3 separate regions of the Mus musculus genome follow, and all the other regions are linked to region 1. A link is a contact called in public HiCAR-type and promoter capture Hi-C data. All regions are on one chromosome and are shown on one strand. Each heading gives the region's core, a stretch centred on a gene start, on an enhancer-like site or on the middle of the called end of the contact. The rest is flanking DNA. Distances are from core to core; before and after follow the strand shown.

Evidence for each region. Promoter capture Hi-C pulls out the DNA fragments that hold promoters and counts their contacts. HiCAR-type assays count read pairs that join an accessible place to other places.
Region 2: a promoter capture Hi-C map of embryonic stem cells shows a contact between it and region 1, with 2.6 times the contacts expected there. The contact joins the promoter of Zfp365 here to the promoter of 4930423B08Rik in region 1. A contact is called at or near these places in 2 of 39 promoter capture datasets (embryonic stem cells and pre-B cells).
Region 3: a HiCAR-type map of astrocytes shows a contact between it and region 1, with 2.7 times the contacts expected there. The contact joins the enhancer-like site here to the promoter of 4930423B08Rik in region 1. A contact is called at or near these places in 2 of 15 datasets of contacts at CTCF or cohesin (large pre-B cells and pro-B cells), 11 of 484 Hi-C or Micro-C datasets (the N1E-115 cell line, cardiomyocytes, cochlea and 7 more), 3 of 115 datasets of contacts at active chromatin or transcription factors (astrocytes and embryonic stem cells) and 1 of 9 other capture datasets (embryonic stem cells).

Annotation. Positions count from the first base shown.
Region 1 is chr10:69,325,945-69,330,315 of GRCm38.p6, reverse strand. It overlaps 4930423B08Rik (a long non-coding RNA gene), which reads left to right and starts at 2,055. Exons shown (of 2, transcript XR_380547.3): 1 at 2,055-2,231; 2 at 3,722-3,961.
Region 2 is chr10:67,910,875-67,915,245 of GRCm38.p6, reverse strand. It overlaps Zfp365 (zinc finger protein 365), which reads left to right and starts at 2,584. Exons shown (of 5, transcript NM_178679.2): 1 at 2,584-2,875.
Region 3 is chr10:68,144,487-68,148,857 of GRCm38.p6, reverse strand. The region is part of intron 4 of Arid5b (AT rich interactive domain 5B (MRF1-like)); the gene reads left to right. Among named protein-coding and RNA genes, the nearest start is that of Gm51770, 4.4 kb to the left of the region's middle. Within about 2 kb of position 1,812, at least 34 of the 459 cell types and tissues checked have an H3K27ac peak or open chromatin away from gene starts, as enhancers often do. A contact at or near this core is called in astrocytes and uterus, where this site is marked.

The DNA.
Region 1 (4,371 bases), core at 806-3,305:
TAAGTTATACCTGGACAGAAACAGAACATTTCCTGTTCTACTATCTCAAAACCAGAAAGAATCTTCTGTGTTTGTTAAAGAAAGTTTGCAGAGGAATATAAAGGAAAAAAAGAAAGAAGAATAATTCTACCACCAAACCTGTTGATGGATATTTTATAGCAGATTCGATGACTACTATATAATAAATGTAAGTGTCCCAATAAAACACAAAACGATATATATATTAGAAAAGTGAGAGTTTGGTAGATGGCCATAGGTGCCTGTAGCTCTGAGTTCATTGGTGGCAGCAATGGGGTATGCTGATGTAATTTAATTTAACCAATTTTTAATTTCCTCTGCTAAGTATGTAAATGTTTTATTCTTAATTATATATGCGCACTATGTATTTATATTTTAAGAAATGTTTGTGTTTTAATTATGTGCGGGTATCTCTGTGTGGGTATGTGAATGTGAGCACAATATTCTGAAGGCCAGGAGAGGGCGTGGCTGAAGGCCAGGAGAGGGTGTGGCCCCTCTGGGGGGCTGGAGTTATAGGTCTTTTAAGATGATAGGTTTAAGTACACTGTAGCTGTCCTCAGATACTCCAGAAGAGGGCATCAGATTTCGTTATGGATGGTTGTGAGCCACCATGTGGTTGCTGGGATTTGAACTTGGGACCTTCGGAAGAGCAGTCAGTGCTCTTAACCACTGAGCCATCTCGCCAGCCCCGAGTTATAGGTCTTTGTGAGCCACTGGATGCTGGGACTTGAACTCAGGTCCTCTTCAAGAGCAGCCTGTGCTCTGCTCTTAACTGCTAAGCTGTCTCTCCAACCCTTGTATTTGAAATTTTTGAAACGGGATCTCATGCTGAAGTCCAGGAAGGCCCAGCACTCAAAATATAATTGCAATGCTGAGATGATAGGTGTAAGTCTCCAGCCTGGCTTTCTGTTTTATTTTTTTAAGAGTAGAGTAGACGCTTTGTGAGGAATGATGTCACGTCTCTTCATTGTACTCGAATAATCATGCACTACTTAATAACAGCAATTTCTCGCACTTGCGGCTAGTTTTGCTCTCTTGCGTGTTCCTTTGAGGGGAGCTGTAGTAGTCTCATCTGTGATGGAGAGTTTGGGGAAGGGAATTATTTTGTGGATTTTATTATTGTTTTTAAGGCTTTCATTCCATAACCCAGGCTAGGCTTGAAATTATGATCTTTCTGCTTCAGCTCCGTAAGAGTCCGGGGATTACTGGTTTGAGTGGCCACACCTGCCTAAGAATGACATCTTAGCTGTGGTTTTCCTGTGGGCTAACAATGACTTTATATATCCAGCCATCCATTCATCCTTAAATAGTCACCATTGGTGACCCAGCACACCCCTTGGGGCTGTTCTGCTAGCTTTAACAGAAAACAAGATAAATAAAACATTTTATTCCACCCCACAGCTTTCGTCGTCTGGTTACCCTGGCAACAGACTTGGAGTCTGCACTGTCAGATAACACACAGTCCACACTTGCAACCTGGACAGGACCTGGAGATAGCTCAGCGAAAGGTGTTGCCTGAGTGTAAGCTACCCAAGAGGTTTCCATTATTCCTTGAAACCAGTCATGTCTCCACAAACAAGGTTTCCACCCCAGAAAGCTGAGGCTCCAGGGCTTAAATGAATAGCATCCCGCAAGGGGTATGAAAGACAATCTAAATGTTATAAGGAGAAATGTCACGTTTTCATTAACTTTTATGTATAGATTTAATCCCTCTCTTATTAGGGTTATGTTTAAATCATGCTAGGATTATTGGCAGCACAGTGTAAATGTATCTGTCTTATGAATGAACACACATGTTGAGTGTCGTGGAGCGCTCAGAGTTTACCAATCCTGTCCTGCATCTTTGCTGAGCCACACATAATGCCCTGCGACAGGCTTACCGGGCCAGCTTTCCAAAGCCAGTGAGGTCTGTTTGGATCTGATGACTGAGAAGAGAATTGCTCATGATTTATGATGATAACATTTGAGGCAGGTGAGCGGACCCTCCACGACGGCCTGATACACCTTGTTGAGGGTTGGCTAATTGCTGCAAGGCATGATGGGAAATACCTCACAATGGGCGTGTCTTCCTTTTTTTTTTTTTTTTTTTTCTGTAGTCATAGCACTGGGCCATAAAAAGACAGCTTAGTGACTGAATACAGATAGTCATCCAGGGACCAAGATGGCTGGCGATGCTTGTGGCTTCCGCAACTGGTCCAGGCTCTATCCAGAAGGTAACTGAAATCTCGGTGAGGTGGCACAGGCCTGTATGACTAGCAAGGCAGGAGCATAATGAATTCCAAGCCAACATGAGCTCTGTTTTCAAACAAACGATCTGAAGACAATAACACGCGAAGCTCAGAGAGGAGAAGACAGCTTAAACACGTGGTGGCCAGGTCTGTCTGAGTGTCTCACCTTCAGTTCCAGTCAAAGGTGTTGCAAGTAGCTTTTGCTACCCTGCCCAGGATCCGGGAATGGGCAGCGCTACCAGCCCCCACCCAGCTTCCCAGGAATCCACAGATAAAAGACACAGACACACAGTTGTTCAATTTCAATCTGCCTTTTGATACAATTGCTGGGCGATACTATCTCCCGCCAGGAAAAGCTTGCCCTCATCAATATTCTTATCTCCGCACTTCTCCACCTGCCCTCAGATTTAGTAGCTCAGTTACATCCTACTTAATCACTTCCGACTTCCCTGCCTGTGGGAGTGGTCACATACGGCTGCTCCACCCAAGATCTCACGGGGCTGGTCACCTTTTCTTCATCAGAAGCACCAGGAACTCTGGTCTCTCCTTGCCTCTCGGGACCTGGAAGTCCTGCCTATCTCTCCTGCCCAGTGATTGGCCCATGGCGTCTTTACTGAGAGACCAAGAACCAATTGGGGGAACAGGACCACCCATACACAAAGGTTCTGTTGCCAGAATATAACAGGTAACCCTGCTTGTTAGCAGGAAGCCGGAGAAGAGGGCTGGCTGCAGGCTGGCCGTGGAGAGGCCTTTGGATGCTTTTTTGGTTCACGGGGGAAATGACTTTCCAAGCCTCAGTTTGCCTGCTATTGAGAATTGGTTTGCTCCCTTTTTCACGACATCTGGTTACTATGCCATTTTACCCAAGACAGTAAACCTAACAGTAACATGGTGCCTGGCCTGGGGGCTTATTGTTTCTATGGAGAGTCAGTTTCTCACCTCAAGGGTTGATATATCAGATATCCTGCATCTCAGATATGTACATTATGATTCGCAACAGTAGCAACATTACAGTTATGAAATAGCAATGAAATAATTTAATGTTAGGGGGTTACCAAGACATGAGGACTGTATCAAAGGGTCTCAGCGTTAGGAAGACTGAGCTCCAATGTCTTAGAGGGTCCCAGGTGACCTCCAGGTTTCCCCTGGAGGGACCACTGAAGGTGGCCTTTTTGGAACCAGACCCTTGAATGCAGTCTAGGCCTATGACTGAGTGTCCCCCCACTGTCCTCAGAGCCAGTGTGCATAGGCCTTCCCACTTGATCAGGGGAAATTCGGAGAGTTTTACAAACAAGAATACATCTGCTGAACTGGCTCACTCCCTATTTGGAAAGACTGCAGCAATTCCTTGGCAGAAAGGATCCTGGCAACCTGCCTCAAACAGAGGCCAATAGATGGTCTGGGCCCATGCAGGGAGCCTGGCATCTTTTGGATAAAGTAATACACAGGGCATGACTGTTTCCATTTCCAAACAGCTTAACCCTGAGTGATGGAGACAGTTGTGTCCTGTGAACCTTCTATTGCAAAACCCTCATGTGATGCCGCCTGCTGTTTATAGCCTTCCATTGTGTGGAGCTCTGGTCCGTGACAGGGCTGCAGTGTCCTTCTCAGGAGCACACCAAGATGACTTTGTACTTATACCAAGTGTATTTATACATCATCTTTCAAAACTATTTTTATTACCTAAACTATAATAAATTTTGGCATCTACCATACTCTGAAGTTCATTATTTAGTTCTTCATCTACCTGTGTGATGGTTTGTATATCCTTGTTCGCCTACCTGTCCACTCCCTCACCTATTCATCTGTCTATTCACACATCTATATACCAATATACTCCACCATCCATCCATCTACCCACTCATCCATCCATCTATCCATCTACCCACGTAACCATCCATCTACTCACTCATCCATTCATACATCCACTCATTCATCCATCCATCTATCCATCTACCCACTCATCCATACACCTACCCACCCCCCACCCACCCATCCATCCACCCACCTACCCACCCATCCTTCTATCCATCCATGCAACCATGCATCCACCCACCCACCTATCCTATCCATCCATGCATGCATCCATCCATCCAACTTGTAATTGGTGAGTAGCATCTATCAG
Region 2 (4,371 bases), core at 1,335-3,834, 1.4 Mb after region 1:
AAACTTTATTCACTGCTGGTCCAAGCTCAGACTAGCACAGCCAAATAGAACAACCAACGGTCCAGCTCTAGGGCTCCCAGAACTCTACATCTCATCTGAAAGACACTAGCACATCCATGTTTATTGCTGCTCTATTCAGGGCAGTGGGGGAATGGAACCCATCTGGATGTCTATTAACTGTCGAAGCATACAGAGGAGTTAATACATACACACAACCGGATATTGTTCAGTGGTAAAGAAAACAAATCATGGCAATGGCAAGCAAATGCCTAGACCTGGAAAGTGTATTCAGCGAAGCTACCCAAACTCAGAAATAAACCAGTTCTTCTTCCTCATAAGCAGGTCCCAGTCTATAATATATGGGGGCAAGTGTAAGTGTGAAGATAGTCTAAATTGTAGGAAGCATTTTGACTCTACAGTTGACCCGTGCAGATCTTCCCTGCTGGACCTGGAATCTGAGGCTCTGAAAGAACAGGGCGGACTAGAGTTTGATGCTGAAGACATCCTTACTTCAGTTTCTGTGTCTTTTTATACACAATGTAACAAAGAAAGGAATGATCTGAGGAAGGTTGTTATAGTTCAGAAAACGTGATCAGAAAAACGTGTAAATAAATACCAGTAAGCACACACTGAAGATTAACAGCCCTTTCTCAGGCTGGGCCTGTTTAAACACAATTACCTGGCCTATACTAAAGGCTACATCTGGGAACACACGAAAGCAAGGCAGAAGGCCGTATCCAGAATCAGAGTACACTGACCAGATTGGGTTCTATAGCTATGTTCTGACATCCAACAAGAATAAGCTTGTCGTATAAACTGAATGTAAATGTTTGTCACAGTGGGCATGGAATCACGTCCCAGAACAATCCAGGGAACAAGATGCCCTTGAGGTAAATGACGATCTGCCTTTTCTCCTGGAGTCCCTCCCATAGTCCCCCAAGACATTGTTCACAGTGGGTTCAGTATTCCAAAAAGGGGACCCAAAGGAGAGTAATACTGGGTGGTTAGGATGGAATACAGTCAGAAGGGCACAAGTCATGAGAGAGGATATAAAGTGGTTTTTGTTGTTGTTTTGTTTGTTTCAACTCTGTCATTGTTTTTTCTTTGATTGTGGATATGTTAATACAACATTTTGTGTATTGAAGTAGCCAGAACTACATATGCATCCAGGAAAACCCAACATGCCTTACTCCCTTGTGGCTCTGGTTGTAGGTGTTGGCTTTGTTTTAAAGTCACCGACCCTCAGCTCATTGTGAAGTAGCCATGGCTTTTCACTGACATCTGTCACACTGGCCTACTTAGAGGTGAGCTTTAAAAAGGTATTCTTAAGGAAGAGTTATTCTTTTTCTTTTGCACCTGAAAAGATTTCCCTCCTTTACTTTCATCTAAAATCATTCTTTATCGAATCATTCTGTCACGATGCAATTTAATATGGAAATTGTATTGATAAATGTAAAATATGGTTTAATGAAGAATGTGATAATATTTATGCCATTGTTAGAAAAAAATGGCCCTAGGAAGTCTTCGCGCTTCACCTGAAGTGGAGACATTTCGGGACCAAGCAAGGCAAACAAGTTGCCTCAGTGTTGGGAGAGGGCTGAGTTCTAGACGTTGGGTCCCTTGACTCTCCCAGGTCATACTTAGCATCCTGCCCCAAAGGTAGTCAGAATTAGCTTCCTGCTGTTCAAGATGATGGGTGCACCCTGACTCTTGGTTGTGTGCAATGCACACTCAGACCAAACTTTTTTTTTCAGCTTAATAAACAGTTGGAATAAACGTGCTCAATTTAGAGAGTGACCTAAGATAGTGACCGCAAGAAGCATAACATTTTCTGAGAGAGCAAGCCTCTGCGCAGCTGCCAACCCCCGTTTTGTAGGAGTCACTCTCTGGTACTGCTTTCCTGAATTTTACAGGCGTGCACCTGTCATCAAAGTCTTAGTATGAATATCAGTGAAAGAACGTTGACGACAGCCCAGCAGCTGATTCGAGCAGTGTAGGTCCTTTGCAAGAGCAGTATGTGCTCTGAACTGCTAAGCCATCTCTCCAGCCCCTTAAAAGCAGGTTTAACAAAATAACACACACACACACACACACACACACACACACACACACACACACACACACACACACACACACACACACACACATCCCGAAATTTCAATTAGGAAATGAGATTTCTCAGAAGCTAAATCTTTCCTCCACTGAGAGACTAGTGTTGGGGGCATCCTCTCAGTGAGGAGGCCTCAGGGTTTGGCATTTATGTTTCTTAACTTCTACACTTTTATTATCTTTAGTTTTGTTTAACTTAGTCCCAGGACACTACTACCTTCCACGGCTGGAGTAAGCTGGTCCTGTGCCCCCCCCCCCCCCCCGCCAGGTTGCCTGGATGAAGTTCTAATATAAATAAATATCAGAGCCTTCCTGCTGGCAGCTCTTTCCAGGGGCTAGCCAGCTAGGCTCCATCTTCACGCCCACTTTCGCCGCCCCTGCAACTGGGAGCACTTGCCTGGGCCTGTAGCAAGACTAGGCTGGGCAAGACTGGCACGTGTCCCCGCCTCCCTCCCCAGGGACCATCCTGCATCCCTCCCCGTGATGTCAGCGGAATCCTGAGCTGGAGTGAAGGGAAAGGCCCAGGATCTCCCGCTAGAGGGGCCCCGATGGGGTGGACCCAGGGGTGGCTGCCCGGGGCCGGAGCACCAGCCTCGCGTCCCCGGGCGCCGCCCCCGTGTCCCGCCCGCGCCACGCTCCGCCCCGGTCGCCGCTCGTCCCGCGTGGGAGCCGACCCGGCTCAGCCTGATTTACGGCTCTGCTGAAAACCGCTCGCACGGCTCCCGCAGCATCAGCACCGGCGGCTGCAGCGGCAGCAACAAGTCCGGTAAGTGGGCTCGGCTGGAGCCGTGCGCCCGCGCCCCCTGCTCCGCCGACACGCGGGGAGGTGGTCCCGGATGCGCAGCATCCTGGGGAGTCGGGACCGTTGGCTTCCCCACAGCCACTTGCACGAACTCGCGTGAGCACGAATCCACGCAGTCACCAGCGGGAGCGGGGGCTAGGAAAGCCGGGACCCCCACGCAGGTGCTGCCCAGCCTGCCCAGCTCTGCACAGGAAATCGAAACCCTTTTTGCTAACCTGTGCCCTAGGTTTCCGCTGGGCGGATGAAAGCCTTTTGCTGGGGGTGGGTGGTATATCTCGTCTCCCCCATCCAAACATCCCCCCCCCCACTGCTGCTATAGAATCCTCTCTTCTTATCCCTGCACTCCATTGCAAGCATCTTCAGCCCTAGGCTGGGCCAGGGTTTGCATCCTATTGACCAACCCAGCGCAGCACAGGAAGGTTCTCCTTTGCTGGGGTCCAGAGACTTTAGTAACCTGGAAAATGTGCCTGCCTGGCGGATCAGGCACCATTTCTATCTCAGCATCTGGAGGCAGATAAGGGTGTAACACAGACACTTCACTCTAAGATGCACCCTAAGATCCGGGCTCCTTCCCTGTGGGACCCAGTGCTCCTTGTTGCCATTCTTGGAGGAAATAAGTACCACGACCCTTGCAAAATTGGGTTGTAAGAGTCATCTGTTGCTAGGGCAAAGGGGATAAAGATGCAGAGGCAACAAGAACTTCCTGTTTATGGAGGAGTTATGCTGACGCCCACCTGGTTCCAACACTCTAGAAGTTGTCGCGCTAAAAACAGCATCAGAGGCAAGGCGCATCCACCCAGAACATTCTATTAGCTTAGGATCTTGGCCACGGCCCTGTTTATATCAAATAATACCGGACACTTCGGGTTTCCAAATTTCAAAAGATCGTTATTGTTATGTTAACGCTTTGATGTATGTCATCATACCAGTAACTAAAAATATTAACGGCATGAACAAACCAAGATGACAAGCAGACGCGTGTCACTAAACCTGATGAATCAAGTTCAATCCCCAGGACACACATGATGGAAGGAGAGAACCCATTCACACAAGTTTTCCCCAGCCTACACACACACAGACAGAGTCACTCACAGAGTAAATAAGGAATGCTATTTATTAAAAAAAAAATCTAAAAAAACATTTGGTTGAAGAATATTCAGCTCTTGATGTGTTTAAAGCCACTGTGCTTAGTTTGATCCATCCTTCACAGACTTGAAAAGAGACTGCCAATGGACTCACAATTTATGTGCGACCCGTGTCTATGTAGCATGCCAAATTCAGGAGGGCAATAAACTTGAGTTCTGTCTCTGGACCACTCTCCTTCCTCTCCGGGGCTTTATTATTTCACCTCCTCTCTCTAGCTTTTCATCTGCATATGAGCGTTAGCCACCTTTGCTAAGCTAGGCTGTTGCTGGATTAGAAATTCAGGCCCTAGCATCTGTATCCCACCCTGCAGAAAT
Region 3 (4,371 bases), core at 563-3,062, 1.2 Mb after region 1:
TTGGTCCCAAAGAATGACAGCTCTCCCGTGGTTCTGGTTCGAGCCCCCGTGCCAAGTGTCAGTTCTCAATTAACTCTAGCCTCTGTGAGCTCCTAGAACACAGGCAGCCTAGATCTAGTTGTCTATACCTGGAGCTATGTGGCAAGGTGTGGCACCTAGAAGCTTTGTATTGTGTCCAGGCCCCGCCCCTACCCTCACTTCCCTGAGCCCAAAGCAATGCTTAAGAATGCCAAAAGAATGTTTTCAAATTGTTCCTTCTGTTGATCCCAAAGAATGAGAGCCTTCACATGGTTCTGGTTCAAGACCTGGGCCAGGAGTCAAATTCTAAATTTAATCGTGGCCTCTGTGAACGTTTCTTTGCTTTCCCTGCCACCATTTAAAGCTGTTCACTCTTCCCATCTGCAAGAGCAGCAGTCATGTCTGTCTTTCTGCCACACAAGCTTGTTATTCTACTGGGGGGCAGCGTGTCATATTTCCTATCATAATAGGAATTAAACAAAAGCCCTTTGAGCAAGAGCCCTGTGTGTAAACGCCTGTGCTCACAAATAGATGCGCATCAGAGGCCAGCAAATACCACCCCTCTATTTATTACTATTATTGCTGTTATTGTTATTATTATTATCTTTAAAAGAGAAGCAAGGCTCACTAGAGAATTCCTTTTGGAATTTTCTTTTTAGTGAGAGGACACAGAAGAAAGAGCATGTTCAGCTCGTACCACAGCACACACAGAAATAAGACAGCAGTCATGTTTGGCTAAAGAAGGCACAGCTGTTTAATTTTATAGTAGAGTTACTTTAAGGACTTTGTCAATTCAAAGACGAAAACCAAACAACTGTTGCTACAAAAACTGGAGTTGAGGCCAAGTCAAGATAAATCTGTTCCTAAAACCATCTTAGAATTACAGAACATTTGGGTTCATGCTGGGCGGGGAAGCAGCTCTATTTAAAAAGACTTGGAGGGCCGGTGCTTGGTGCTTTGGCTGGAAATCGGAGGACAGAGGCCTTGCTCTTTTGTGTCCCGGGCTCTGCAGTTTTGGATCCCTCAGCTCTTTTAGCCGCTCAGGGTTTGTTTTAATTCCAAGTTTGTTTGCTTTGGGGGGGGGGGGGGGACAGGCCCATACAGCAAGAAATTATCCAAAATCACAAAGCAGAGATTGGAAATACAATTTTAAAACCAAATTAAACACCAAATTGCATAATTGATTATTGAATTTGGAAGCTAGATTTTAGAAATCATCATTATTATTATTATTATTATTATTACTGTTAAACATGGAATGATGCAGCCTATTCCTTTCCTTGGTCTTATAAATTCCAACTTTCTCTATACTGCCTATTGTTAGAAACAAATGAACTGGCCCTTTTTGTATTTAGTGGTTTTTCTTCCATATTAGGGAGTTATTCAAGACATCTTTCCTCGGTTCCTGTAATTCCAAACCAGTTGGAGTATCAGCCTATTTTTGGTTATGAAGGAACTTTTAAAATGTGGGCATGATTTTTTTAACAGTTATAAAATTCGTTAAACTCAATTGACTACAAATTATAACAGCTATGGCCATAGATACAGTGACTCCGTTATGTTCCTGAAATACATTGTTCTAAACTTCCATATAAAGGCCCCACCAGCCTGACCTCACAGCACCTGACATCGTGAAGGAGGCCTACTAAATGTAAATTATGGTACATATAAAAACAGCCTAACGTTGTGGTTCACACTTGTGTCTCTCCCTCAGAGATCAGTGCCTTACCTGTATTTGAGTAAACTTTCTTGTTAGTTCCTGAGGTTTTTGTGGTCATCCCTGCGCATCACCCTGATATACCACAAGAGGGCAATAGAGAGTTTTCTAACAAAGCCAGAAATGGTTCTAATAACAAGCTATGTGTTTTAACTTGCTAAGGATTTTATTTCTTGGCCTTTCAATCGCCACACTTGAAGCCTCTGGGTATCCTGAACAGTAAATAATCCAAATAAATTTCTTCTGAGAGGAAATACAGAGATACCGGGGCAGACAAGGACTTTTACCCAAATAAGGAGTCTTTTTTGTGGTGACCCCATGTGTTAGATAACTGTCTACTGGCAGTTGGACATGAGTTTATAAGGTTGGAGGCCAAAATATGTATACCATGTGCTATAAAAGAGCTTGGGAGAAAGACAAAAACCTCTATGGCTATCACCAATATCCCAGGGGCACATAGTCAGGGTGTTTCACTGCAGGCTGAATCCATCACAAACATGTCATTTAAAATGATCACCTTCTAAGTATCCTGCAGTAAAATATCCATCTTGTGTTGTGTTGATCCTACTGTGATCTTGCTCATCCCTCAGCATAAAGCCTTAGGTGTTTTAGAGGCTCCTCTCGCTGCCTAACCTGGATTTATTTCCGTAGCCACCACTACCGCTCTCGTGTGTTAGGGTCATTTTAAAATAAAAGGAAGCAGTTCAGTCCAGGAGGGGCGTAGCTTTTGATTCGTTGCTAGCTACAGTTCTGCGCGGCCACTGTCAGAGAAACCAAAGCTGAGGAGTCAGAGGGAATGGACTCTCATTTCAGACCCTGTGATTGGTTACGTAGAAGGGCGAGATACTAGGCCGACCTGGTTTTAGATAGCCACTATCAGAACAATGTCCGACGGTCTTTTATTATATTTATTTTATATCGAGTGCATGTGCATGCACACACATGCACATGATGTGTTATGGGTATGAGGACGGAGATCAGAGAACAACTTTGTAGAATTTGGTTCTCTCCATAGACCTTGACATGGATGGGTTCCAGGAATCAAACTCCTGTCTCCAGGTGTGCACAACAAAGTCCCTGTTCTGTCGCCCTGTCTTCTTGCTGGTCCTTTCGATACTAAGGATGGTGATAAAGTCCTTGTCTCCTCTACAGTCCCCAGAACTGAAACCTGTTTCTTTCGTCCAAGTTCTCTGGACTTATTGGCAATGCGTTGTGTGAAACTGTGGGACCCGACGCAGCTGGACTGTGCCAGGAAGGTCATGTTCTTGCCTTGAAGGCTGACTGCATCTGACCCCTCTACTTACTTTCAAATGAGATCTCTTAAAAGGCAAACGCAGTTGGACTGCAAACTCATTCGGCAATTTGTGGTCAGGGCAACGTCTACTTGGGATTGGCCAAACTCGCTCAAGTTCCATTTTCTCATATCGTGTCTGCACTGAATGATTGCAGCGTCTTACATTACACACAGTTCATGTCGTCAACGCATCAAAATAGCTCATGAGGAGTCAGAGCTCCTCTCTCCCTCTCCCTCCCTCCCTCTCTCCCTGTCTCCTTCCCTCTCGCCCTCCCCCAATCTGTTTTTACTTGGTACCTTAGTGAAGGATCTTAATGTGCTAGCAACCACATCAGGGCATTTAGTAGCCTCGAGTCAATAATTACTAGATTTGAACTTTGCAGAGATCCCAGCATCAGCAGTTTTGGGGTACTAACATCTGTCCGTGACAGAAAATATCACCGCAAACAGGACTCTACATTGACATTGTACTGGAACTTTCGAGCTGTGACCTTGGCCAATTGTTCTATCTTCAGACGTTGATCTGTTTTGCTTGCCCTTTGAATCATGACCGAGGGCATACGTCTCTGATCCTAACATTACATTGTTGTCCAAACCAGCATCACCCATCCGGAAGATAACAAGAGCCATCTGCCGTTTAAAAAGGGAAAACGTGGAATTCATTTGAATGATATAGTTTATCCAAGCCATTATAGCCAAACTGTCGTTATCATCTCAATATGTGCTTGATTTAAAATGCTATCAGTGAGATCATTTGCTCTCTGCCCCACGTGTTGAAAACCAATCTGTGTACCAATCTGTTTTATACGTAAAGTACACCTCAGCTCAGGCTTGGCATTCCAAGGGCTCTGCAGACGCCGGTGGGCACCGAGACTGTATTGGGTGCAGCAACTTTACACAGGAAGGGAAATGTTTTCTTTTAACTGACCACGTGGAGCTTCACCCTTCTCTATCATTATTATTTAGTATTACTAGTAGTATTATGAGATCCATGGTATGGTTTCCACTAACATCTGCCCTGCTGTTCTACTGTGACACAAACTCTTCTTTCCAATGACAGAGCACTCAAGCTTGTCCAGCCAGCCCAGTTACAATCACTTGTCCCTAGTGAATGTATCACTGTTGGGAGTTAGGGACCCTGTTGCTGCCTCTGCACACACACCACACCACAGGCTCCTTTCTCTTCTCCTCTGGACCCTCCATCCTGCATTTTCTACTCTCTTCTATACAGTCACTGAGAGCCATGGTACAGAAGGATTTTGAAGAGCCTTTGCAGTATGAGCTGCTGCTCAGGTATAGCAAATACTTTACAAACTGAGTCATAGGCTGTCCCCTCCTTAGT